2 separate regions of the Oryctolagus cuniculus genome follow, and region 2 is linked to region 1. Evidence: chromatin contacts called from public Micro-C data. All regions are on one chromosome and are shown on one strand. The core of a region is the stretch at or near the end of the contact, and the rest is flanking DNA. Distances in the headings are between cores, read along the strand shown.

What was found. A called contact is a pair of places that touch in the nucleus more often than the background predicts.
Region 2: a Micro-C map of ear pinna shows a contact between it and region 1, with 2.7 times the contacts expected there. The contact joins the promoter of CS here to the promoter of ESYT1 in region 1. A contact is called at or near these places in 2 of 6 Hi-C or Micro-C datasets (ear pinna and an unstated tissue).

What each region holds. Positions count from the first base shown.
Region 1 is chr11:58,926,476-58,932,431 of mOryCun1.1, reverse strand. ESYT1 (extended synaptotagmin 1) reads right to left here and starts at 2,320. Exons shown (of 31, transcript XM_051832783.2): 1 at 1,850-2,320; 2 at 648-689; 3 at 338-472; 4 at 191-264; 5 at 1-53. The coding sequence starts at 2,200.
Region 2 is chr11:59,111,232-59,117,187 of mOryCun1.1, reverse strand. It overlaps CS (citrate synthase), which reads left to right and starts at 2,966. Exons shown (of 11, transcript XM_002711075.4): 1 at 2,966-3,227. The coding sequence starts at 3,186.

The DNA of each region.
Region 1 (5,956 bases), core at 1,071-3,570:
CTTTGCAGAAATACTTCTTCACTTCCACATCGATCTGCACATCCCCCACGTAGCTGGGGGGCGGGAGGAAGAGAATGACAGGGTCAGTGCCTGGCTGGCGGGGGTGGGGGGTTGGTGATAGGGAGAGGGGAGTCGTCGGGGTGACCCGGACCCGCTGCGGGGTGGCAGGAGGGGTGGCGAGCAGGGCTACCTGACGTTCAAGTCCAGCAAGATCTGGTCCTTTCTCTGGCTGGGGTGGACCTTCACGCCAATGACGCGCAGTGGCTGCAAGGGAGGAGTGCCTCAGCCCCCTGGGGTCGCCCCCTCCCCCGGCCCGGGCCTGCCTCCCACACCGAACCTTTTCTCCCAGCTCCACTCTGGTGAACGTGAACGTCTGCAGGTGGGGGTTGGAGCCCCGAACAGCGGGGGCCACGGTCTCAGCCAGGAGCTTCTCCATGTACTGGCCCAGGAAGGGCCAGACCTGGGCCGTGATCTGGAAGGGAAGGGAGGCGGTCTTCCCCCTGGAGGAGGCTGGGTCCCCTCGGACGCCTCTGCCCCCAGGGCACGGGGCACTAGGCTGGAGCTGGAACTGAGGTGTGCGTGGCCCAGCAAGAGGCATGAACCCCCATTCTCCCTTCATGCAGGGGAAGACTTGGGACGGCCCTCACCTTATTTAGCCATTCCGCCTTTTCCACGTCTGGGAAGCTGACCTGAAGGTGAGGAAGGCAGAGACAGGGATAAGCATCACCCCCTGCCTGGGGTTCCCCCGGGGGATCCCAGAGGAAGCACCAGGGGGCACGGGGCTTCCTCCCAGGGCACGGAGGTCTAATGCGGGGAGCTGACATGGCACAGGCCACACAAAGTTGCTTTGTGGATGGCTCGGGGGAGTTCAGTGACAGCTGCTGGGGCCGAGGAGGGGGAGGGGGGAGGGGCGCATTCTTTCTAGAGGGGCAGGTCGCGGCGGCGGGCGGGCGGGAGTCCTGCTTCCTTTCTGCGGCCTCTCCTCCTCCCTCGGATTGGACCCAGTTCTGTAGCAAGGCGAAGGTGAAGAGGGAGGCAAACCCTTGCTCGAGGAGCCGCCGGAGGAGAGGTTTAGGCCCTGGCCGTGTTTTCTTCTCCTCTTTCTTCTCTCTCTCGTCTCCCCGGGTGACTCAGGACACCTGTGCCTTGTATTTGGGGCGAGGGGCAGCAGCTTCCACGGGGAGGGGCGGGAGGAGGGCCGCAGCGGGCCTGGGATCGTGTCTCCCCCCCCAGACTGGCACCTCTGCAGGGAGGGGCAGGGAGGGGTCGCGTAGCGGGTCCCGCTTCGGAAACCCAAGAGGCGGCGTCGGGCCCGCCGCAGGAGACCGTGCGCAGAACTAAGGGTCCCGGTCCGGAAAAGGGTGGGGCCGGCAGGGGCGGGGCTGCGGGCAGCCGGAGCTGCAGCGACCCCGCCCGCACCCCGCCGCTGGTGGCCGGAGGGCCAGTGCCGGTGCTGGGGCGCAGCTTAGCAACGCCCCGGGGCTAGTGCCCGGGGAGGAGAGCGGGAAAAGGGAAAACCGTATGGCCTTCAATAGCAGGAAAAAAAGTCTGGAGGCGGCTGGGACGAGAGACGAGAGAGGGAACCCCCTGAGCGGCAACGGGGCCGGGATGCCCAGGAGCAGCCCCCGAGCCCCGTTCCAGACGTCTCGGCCAGGAGGGATAACGGGGTCCCCCCTGGCTACCCCTGCTGCTGCGCAAGGGGAGAGGGCGCAGGACCCGACCTGGGGGCGCGGCCAGGTTGGGGAGAACGGGTGGTCGGTCCCGAGGGGTCGCATGGTGAGGGTCCCCAGCACCTGGGGGGGGGGGCAGGAGCGGGCGGTGCTGCCGCGAGGACAGGGTGGTCGCTCACCCAGGCAGGCAGCTCTCGATGGCTCAGGTAAAGCGTTTTTGCCGTGAGCCGCTCCTCGTCGTCCAGCAGCTGCCTCGCCGCCCGAAGGCTCCGTTTCTTCTCGTCGCGGACCCGGCGCCAGCCCAGGTAGAGGGCGAGGCCGAAGAGCACGAACCCCACGCTGAGTCCCGCCGCCCCGGCCAGGTACACCGGCACCAGCACCAACAGCCGCCGCCCGAAGGAAGTCAGCACGGCCAGCACCTCACCCGCCGCGCCCGGGCCCCCAGAGCCCGGGTCCGGGGGCTCCGAGGGCGGCTCCCGGGCTCCGGGGCCGGGGCCGGGGCTCGAACCCTCTACAGGAGAGCGCTCCATGGTGCCACTTCGGCGAGGACCCGCCCGACCCGGACCACCAGCTGGGGCTGGACTAGCGGAGCCGCCTGCTCCCCCTGCAAACCGTGACCCCCGGGCTGGGGGAGGGGCCTCAGGCCACGCCCCCTCCCCCCGACGGTTGGGGTTGGTCCGCGCCGCAGAGACCGAGGCGGGGTGAAGAGGCTGAGCCCCGCCCCTTTTCTGCGGGGAAAGCCAGGGCTTCTGGGCGGCGGGACCTCCTGATTGGACGAGCCTGCCAAGGCCGGCGGTCAGAGATGGCGGGAAAAGCAGCAGAGGGGCTAACGGACAGATTTTGATTGGTCACCAAGGGGAGGAGGCGTGTCATACCAATTCGAGGCGGGACCCAGTGCCCCCCACGTGGGATTGGAGTGCCCTGGTATGACGTCATGCAGAGCCGCACCGCCGATTAACTCGGTTTTAAAGCGAGCTGGGATTTGTGAAGTTGAGGGGTTGGTTGTGGAAAACCGGGGTTCCCTTCCGCTCGTGCAGACGGTTTGGCAGGACTTGTCTCGCATGCTCTGAGCACGTTCTTTGCCTTTCTGGTTTTGCCTGGCCGCCCTTACAAAAGGAAAGGAGATGAGCGTATTGGGAGTGGAGGTGTTGGGCGACCGCCCTGGAGTGCGCAGTGTGAGGGCTGAGCTGAGAAAACGGGAGACCCAGAGAACGAACGAGAGGACCTGGCCTTCGGGGGCGAAAAGTCAAAGAAGCGAAGGGGCGACTAGGCAGTGAGGCTTGCTGTTTGGAGATCTTGAAGCGTTAATCACCTCCGTCATGGGGGATCCATTGCACCTAAATTAGCTCCAGAGGAGCGAGGACTCAGCTGCCGCAGGGTTAGTCCATTTTCCGAGAATGTCCTGACCCTGAGGGACTTCTACGCCATTCCAATAAGAAGTCAAGCGTCCTGAGACCATTCGGGTTCTTATTTGTTTGGACCAGAGGCAAGGGCTGGAACACAATCATGTGTAGAACTAATGCATTTCCACACGGGACTGTACGGGTTCAGGAGGGGGAAGGGCAAGGTACACTGATAATGGCTTTGGAGGCAGACTGCTGTCCAGAGACCCAGCAACTGGATTAAGTGGAGGTTGAAGAGGGGACAGCTGGTCATAAAGTGATCAGCTTTAATGCAGTGTACTTGTGTGCATCTTATTGTTGTTCCGTGGGATGCAGCAGGCGAGCTGGGGCTGTTCCTGGGAAAGACTAGGTCTGCAGCTGATACTTTTTATCTGGCTCTGCAGGGCATAATTTTATCCGGCTGTGTTTCATCAAAGCTACTTTGCCCAGCCTCCCTCCCTCAAGTTTTCTCGGTTCGATTTCTCCACACCCCCGGGGCTGGCGGGACCTGACTGCTTCGGTTTCCAGAGCTGTAGTTTCTATCTTCCTCCCTTACCCTCCATATTCCCAGAAGTGACAAAGAGCCTGGTGGAGCTACGAGTAATCTGTTCACCAACCAGCGAGGCAGAACGGAACCTGAAACTCACTAAGTACTGGAGCAAGGAGGGTCCCTGAGGCAGGTGGATGACAGAGTGACCCATGGAGGCCCCTTTTCAAACTTCTCCTCTTCCTCATCTCCTCCCCTCCCCTCCCCACCCCGCCCCGCCCCACCTCAAGATCATCAGCACCTCCTATTTAAGACGCTATACCAGGGCCAGAAACTCATCCTGAGAGACGCTTTTGTCTCAGCCAGGGCCCAGAAGCTAGCGGACCAGCAGCTGCAATGCAGTTACCGACGTCAGTAAACAGGGTGGGGCCCGTCCATTGACAATCTTGCTGCCCAGGTGCCACCTGCTGGCGATAAGCAGTAAGTGGGCACAGGCAGACATGGCCGTTAGAGGAAGTGGGGCCTCACAGGGCGGGGCCTAGGGGAAGCAGAGGACCTAGACTTCCAGGGTTGGCAACCCGGGTTTATGTCAACGCTAATTACCTCCTAGGTGAAGCCGAGTCTGATGATGTATTCTGGCCTCAGCTCATTAGGAAACTTGTGTTAGTCTTTCAAAGTTAGTAACAATTGGTGGTCCCACTGTTGAATGCCTCTATCTTTAGAACTTTCTCTCTGGAACCAGACTGCCTGAAGAGATTCCTGGCCCCATTCCTAACTGGTTGTAGAACACTTTGCAGGTTATTTATTTATTTATTTATTTTGACAGGCAGAGTGGACAGTGAGAGAGAGACAGAGAGAAAGGTCTTCCTTTTGCCGTTGGTTCACCCTCCAATGGCCGCCGCGGCTGGCGCACCGCGCTGATCCGATGGCAGGAGCCAGGTGCTTCTCCTGGTCTCCCATGGGGTGCAGGGCCCAAGGACCTGCACTCCCGGGCCATAGCAGAGAGCTGGCCTGGAAGGGGGGCAACCGGGACAGAATCTGGCGCCCCAACCAGGACTAGAACCTGGTGTGCCGGCGCCGCAAGGTGGAGGATTAGCCTAGTGAGCCGCGGTGCCGGCACTGCAGGTTACTTTTTAAGCCTGCTTCCTCCTCTGCAAAATGAGTGATAATGCTACCCATTGTGTCAGTGAGTCCACGTAAAATGCCTAGAATGGTACTTAGGCTTACAGTAGGCACTCAGCGAACATTAGCTGTTATTCTAGAATTCCATTTATTTCCTGTGCAACACAGAACCTTCCTCCGTTGCTCAGCAACTTAAATACTTCAAGACATCTATTGGGTTTCTCCTCCTCAGCCTGGTCTTGCCAGTCCCCCACCCGCATCATTTTTCCAGCTACCCCACTGGTTTGCCAACGGGCCTCTCAGAGTTCTGTTTAGAGGGGTAGACCTTTGGCCTGGCCATTAAGGAGTGCCTGGATTTTGCATCTCAGGTTCTTGCACACGCTGGGAGGCAGCAGGTAGGGAGACCTGGGGTGAGTTCTGGGCTCCTGGCTTCAGCCTGGCCCTGTTCCAGCTGTTGTGGGCATTTGGGGAGGGAACCAGCAGATGGAGGCTCTCAGTCTCCGACTCCTTCTTCTGTTGGTTCACCCCCAAATAGCTGCTACGGCTGGAACTACACCGATCCGAAGCCAGGAGCCAGGTGCTTCTGCCTGGTCTCCGACACAGGTGCAGGTGCCCAAGTACTTGGGCCATCCTCCACTGCATTCCTGGGCCACAGCAGAGAGCTGGCCTGGAAGACGAGCAACCGGGACTAGAACCCGGGGTGCCGGAGCCGCAGGCAGAGGATTAGCCAAGTGAGCCACGGCACTGGCCCCTCTGCCTTTCAAATAAATTAAAAAAAAATATTACATTACATTTCTAAGAGCACTCAATACTTTGGAGCAGTTCCACTTAGGTGGATCATAGGAGCTACGAGCACAATCCATGACTAAGGTTTAAGCACCCTTACGGAGCCCCCAGGAAGCTGCCCAGAGCACAGCAGACCCCCTCAGTAGTTAGGAACTGGCAGGACTGGGGTGATTCTTGTAGCCAACTGGCAGTCCCAGGTTGTGCTCACATGACTGCTAGTGTAGATCACCCATTATCTCAGACCAGCTCAAGGCTTTATCCCTAAGCAGCATTTTCAGGGAGAGGGATGCAGTGTTTGAGTCAACTCAAGTTACAGACGTATCTGAATACTGTTTAGTACTTCCTTGTGTTACAGTCGAGTACATGGGCTTTCAACATTTCTATCCAAGATGAGTTTCACTTTTCAATAAAACATAGCCCTTGCACATATCAGACTGCTCTTACATGACCGCACTAACATTTTCTAGGTACAAATGTTTGCTTTTTCCCCCCGATGTTCAGATTTCATC
Region 2 (5,956 bases), core at 1,717-4,216, 180 kb before region 1:
ATGACGACATAACATAGACCAGATTTGATCACTGTTATAAGGTGATCACTCAAATGCTGTAGAATAAGTATATATTTAAGGGGCCAGCGCCGTGGCTCACTTGGTTGATCCTCCGCCTGCGGCGTCGGCATCCCATATGGACTCCGGGTTCTAGTCCCGGTTGCTCCTCTTCCAGTCCGGCTCTCTGCTTGGCCCGGGAGGGCGGTGGAGGATGGCCCAGGTGCTTGGGCTCCTGCACCCGCATGGTAAACCGGGAAGAGGCACCTCGCTCCTGGCTTCAGATGGGCATAGGGCCAGCCGTAGCGGCCATTTGGGGAGTGGACCAATGGTGGGAGGACCTTTCTCTCTGTCTCTCTCTCTCTCACTGTCTGTAACTCTACCTGTCAAATAAAAAAAAAAAAAAAAGAATAATTATATATCTAAACAATGTAACTCTTAAAACTCAGCTGTTTTTAAACAATCAGAATTTAAACACCGACATTAAGAGAACACAGATTACTTCAACAGAACACAAAATCTCTGTCTCTTTGGTCATCCCAAAAATTGGAAGGAAATAAAACCTTAAATATAAGAGTGAGCACACAAGCCGGCGCTGCGGCTCAGTAGGCTAATCCTCCGCCTTGTGGCACCGGCGCACTGGGTTCTAGTCCCGGTTGGGGCACCGGATTCTGTCCCGGTTGCCCCTCTTCCAGGCCAGCTCTCTGCTGTGGCCAGGGAGTGCAGTGGAGGATGGCCCAAGTGCTTGGGCCCTGCACCCCATGGGAGACCAGGAGAATCACCTGGCTCCTGCCTTCGGATAGACGCGGTGCGCTGGCCGCGGCAGCCATCGGAGGGTGAACCAACGGCAAAGGAAGACCTTTCTCTCTGTCTCTCTCTCTCACTGTCCACTCTGCCTGTCAAAAAAAAAAAAAAAAAAAAAGAGCACATGGGAATCATATCTCATAACTTGGAACAATTTTAACAGAGTCAGAAGTAGGAAAGAGAAAAGAGCTTACTGGAGCTGGCTAGAAAACTGACAGTCACCTATTAAAAACTATTAAAAGGAGATGCTCAGATTTCAAAATCAGAGATTTAAAACTGTTAAAATATTCCTATTGATTTCCTTTTTGAAATAACCCTTTAAAAATCTCTAGATTAAGACAACATTTTCTTTTCTTTTTTTTTTTTTAAGATTTATTTATTTATTTGAAAGGCAGAGTTACAGAGAGGCAGAGGCAGGGCACACAAAGAGAGGCGCACTGGCCCCAGACAACATTTTCTACATAAGATAACACTTCAGATTTCAGCTTTAATTACATTTAAGCAGTGTTGAACTATTTTTCACAGGCAGTTTATGAAAGCATATTTGTTAACAAAGCCAAATAGTTTTTCCATAGAGTATAAGTGCTAAGAGTACCAACATTTACACTTAGAAACATTTATTTCACTTACCTTTGCCCAATTTATGTTTAGCAATTACACCTAGATGACTTAAGATGCTGATATTTTATCATACTTTATCTGAATTAAGGTCAAAATTACATTTATATGGAGTTCAACTCCTGCTTGTAAAACTCTAGCTGGAAATCAGTGACATAAGCCAGAGATTGCAAAATACACCTTAGGGCCTATAATAAGCAGTGATTACCCATTTCTATCTCATCCACATCTGTTAAACCAAGTCACAAAGCAAGTTTGGCAAGTTACAAGGCAATTTTTTTAAGTCAGTGATCTTCCTAGATTCAAAAGAAATTCCTTTAAGCCCAGTGTCTAGGTACTGTTGAACCAAATTCTCATGCATGAGATTTACTAGACATCTCTAGATTTTAGTTTATTTGAATTTAGTTTTCTTTTTACCCAAAAACCCCACTTTAGGCCAATAGTGCCCGTCAACAGTGAACTACTTGGGACTGTCTCTGAAACAAACATGAGTTCAGGCATCTGCAAGACAGTCCCAGGGGTCAGCACTATGGCGTAATGGGTAAGGCCGCTGGCTCCTGCGGCGCTGGCATCCCATGTGGGCGGCAGTTAACGTCCCTGCTGTCCCTGCTGCCCCACCTCTGATCCAGCTCTCTGCTATGGCTTGGGAAAGCAGTAGAAGATGGCCCAAGTCCTTGGGCCCCTGTACCCGCGTGGGAGACATGGAAGAAGCTCCTGACTCCTGGCTTCAGATCAGCCCAGCTCAGGCCGTTCCAGCCATTTGGGGAGTGAACCAGTGGATGGAAGACCTCTCTCTCTCTCTGCCTCTCTGTAACTAGGTCTCTCAAATAAATAAATCTTAAAAAAAAAAAAAAAAAAAAAAAAAAAAAAAGAGCTCTCCTCCACCTATTAACCTGTCCGACTCCTCACGCCACTCACACTAGGACTGGCGGCTCTGACGTGCCCTGGAAGCCTTCATGTTACAGGAGCGTTTGTAAGATTTTGATTTCCTGGCCTTAGACAGAAGTGACAGTTGACAAAGAGCACTGAAAATTTAGGCTGTTCTCCACACAGGTGTGTTGGTATCTGGACTAATGTAGCCTCCTCTGCTGACCTAAAAATGTTCTCCACCAAGCATCTAACTCTTCTGCCATCACAGCCTGTTTTCCACATGATGTCATCTCCATGGTCATGAAGTCTTTAACCAGACATTATTCAAGGAAGCAAGGCAAAGTGCAGGGGGAACGAGCAAATATCAGTTGTCACGATGACATATTTAAGGAGTTGGCTCCCGAGGACCTTCAAAGCCTGAGTGCTGGAGCTTTTTCTTTAGCATTACCATTACAATCAACCCCAAATGTGTTAAGGGCAAAGGGAAACCCAAAGAAGGAAGTTAACTGAATTCTCAGGCACACGCTTAGCCACCTACTCTCCCTCCCCCATCCTCGGCAGCCACACTTAATTAGCCTAAAGCGGACGACCCAATCCTCTTCGCCCCAACTACTGTCAGCGGCTCAGGTCCCGCCCCTCCTCCGCACCAAGCCAATGGTGGAGCCCCAGGCGAGTCCCCTGAGAGGGGGCGGGATCAAGTTCCGGGCAGTGGGCGGGTCCTCGCTGAGGACCCCGGGCTGGGCGCCGCCGCCGGTTCGTCTACCCTTTCCCTCAGCCGCCTCCTTTCAACCTTGTCCACCGTCGGCGCGGCCTCTGGTGCAGCAGCTGCGGCTCCCGTACCTGCCGCAGCGCTCTCCCCATCTTCCCTCCCCACCAGATCCCGGAGTTCACCTGCCATGGCTTTACTCACTGCGGCCGCCCGGCTCTTGGGAGCCAAGGTGAGCAAGCAGGGAGGGAGCACGGCGTCCCAGGGTGGGGCTGAGGCGGCCGCAGGCCCTCGGGCGCCGGGGTCTCCCGCCCACACCCTTGCGCACCCCTGCGCGCCTTAAAGGGACCTTGGCCTTGGCTGGCCGCCGGTCCTGCGTAGAGCTCCCAGGGCCATGTGCTGCGCTGCCCTTCGGGCTCCCGGGGGTGAGGTGAACGCCGTGCGCCCCGGCCTGCAGTGTCAGGCGAGTGAGGAGGCCCGACTCTGCTGTCAACTTCGCGTGGCTGAGGGGAGAGGGAGCCGCCACTAGAGAACAGAGATGTGCTTCCACTGGAGTTAGGGGAAGAATCTTTTCGGAGGTGGGGGTCGGTGTGAGCAGATTCGTCCGCTCGGTCCCGGGGTCGGAGCAGGGCCAATGGCCGATTTTGGCTTCTGGTTAGTAGGGAGGGCGTTGTCAGGTCCCGAGCTACCCGTTTCTGTTTCTTCAGCACAATCACTTAAGCCTTCAGTGACCACGCCGTGGCCGTGCCGTGTCGGCCAGAGGAGTGGGACCCTCAGGTCCTCTTTGTCCTTGGGACTCTGGAACTTACTCTTAATATATAGGAGGAGCCTGGGCAGGGTGGAGCACTCCTATAAAACCTGCTTGATTTCTCACATGATAGGAGAAAGAACCAGAAAGGTTGTTGCACCGAACAGCAAGCCAGTTAATGAAGATACTCGGCCAGGGCTCGGAATGCCAAGGTCACATGACCAACCCTACTACTTGCCCGCCCAGGTTTTGCAGTTGAACTTCATGCAGCCTGCTGTACCCAGGAGAACTTTCTCTTTCTTTAGGGACCTTTACTTAACATTTGGGTCACAGAAATAAGAACTGTTCCGGATAATGGTGCTGCAAGTTAAAATTGCCAGCATTTTTTGGCTCCGGGTAACAGGGCTCTTTAAACGGAAACTGCTGTGCTGAGGAGTCTTGGCTCTCTGATCAAACCGGGACCTTCCCACAGGTGACCTTGACTTGTGGGCAGAGTTTGCACTTTCGGCTGCGGGCGTTTTAAAGCCTTGGGCACCTGGAGGGAAGGGAGAGCCTTAGAATGGTTTTGGTTTGCTGTGTGTTGTCTTGCAGAGCTGGCAGAGGTAAAGTGAAGCTCCTAGGGTTTACCTTAGGGTTCTTCCAGGCACTCAGTGGCAAGGTAGAGTCTGATCATTCGAAAGATACTTGTCTCGCTTGGCTGTTGCTTCTCCTGAGGCCAGGGAACAGTGTAAGAAAACCTCTTGGGAAGTGAAGCAAGTTCTAGATAGCATTTGGGCAGAATAGGGGACGCTAAAATTAGCTCATTCCAGAGCTCTTAACCTACACCAGAGTGTCTAAACACTACAGTGGATTTGAATTTGAGAAAGCCGTTGGATTTACTTTTTGAATGCATTTTGTCTTTTAAGCCTGTTGGGAAGCTCAGAGAGCGTTTGAGATGACAGAGCTACACAGTTGTGGCTGTCATTGTTTACTTTATAGATGGACCTGAGGATCCCAGAAACCCGTAAATTGGAAACTATTAAAAAGATTTTGACCCTTAAAATTAGCAAAGCCCTAGAAGCTTAGGAGTGGAAATTTCTTGAAAACTGAGTGATGTGATCAGGATACTGAGAAGCCTTTCAGCTTGTCAGCATTGCTAGCACCTGCTTGAGCTTTCTAGATTAGCCTGCAGCTTAATTGGTAGCTGTAATTGGTAATACATTTTACTTGTGAGTAGTCTCCTAATCTGGGAGAACTGATCACTACCACTTTGATTTTCAAGGTCGGCTATAGTTTCATTTTTAACCTTGCTAGGAGACAAAAGTGCTAGTCATTGTTCTATTTGTCCACCCTACCCATTGTTGGGTAATTCATATGAACACCTGAGTTGGAGAGATAGCCAAATCGGAGCCTTGAGATTATTTGTCTTGCTTATTCAAGTGATTTAATATTAAGGAGTCACCTTAGTATTAGCTATGGGTGCCTCAGCTTTATGACTTAAAAAAGGTCTTTTCGCAGATAATCTGGGTTTCGATTTGGGCTGGGAACTGGAGAATAGGGCACCAGTTTGCTTCTCTGAACTCTTGAAGTCAACATGTTTAGTCAATCCTGACTGAAAGCGAGTTACTTTTGTACTCCTGAGATTTGCTCCTCCACACTAGGATATTTGAAACTTTGAGGGAATCAACCAAAAAATGTTTTTAGGTTATGCCTAGACATTTTCAAGATAGTGAATACAAGTGGTTCCTTTTCAGTGCACTTAATACCCTTGCAAAAATTTTTTTTTTTTTTTGACAGGCAGAGTTAGAGAAAAAGGTCTCCCTTCCTTTGGTTCACCCCCCAGATGGCCACCACGGCTGGCATGCTGCGCCAATCCGAAGCCAGGAGCCAGGTGCTTCCTCCTGGTCTCCCATGCAGGTGCAGGGCCCAAGCACTTGGGCCATCCTCCACTGCCTTCCCGGGGCACAGCAGAGAGCTGGACTGGAAGAGGACCAACCGGGACAGAATCTGGCGCCCCAACTGGGACTAGAACCTGGGGTGCCAGCGCCGCAGGCGGAGGATTAGCCAAGTGAGCTGCGGCACCCCTGCAAATTTTTTTTTTTTTTTTGACAGAGTGGACAGTGAGAGAGACAGAGAAAAAGGTCTTCCTTTTGCCGTTGGTTCATCCTCCAATGGCCAACGCACCGCGCTGATCCGATGGCAGGAGCCAGGTGCATATCCTGGTCTCCCATGGG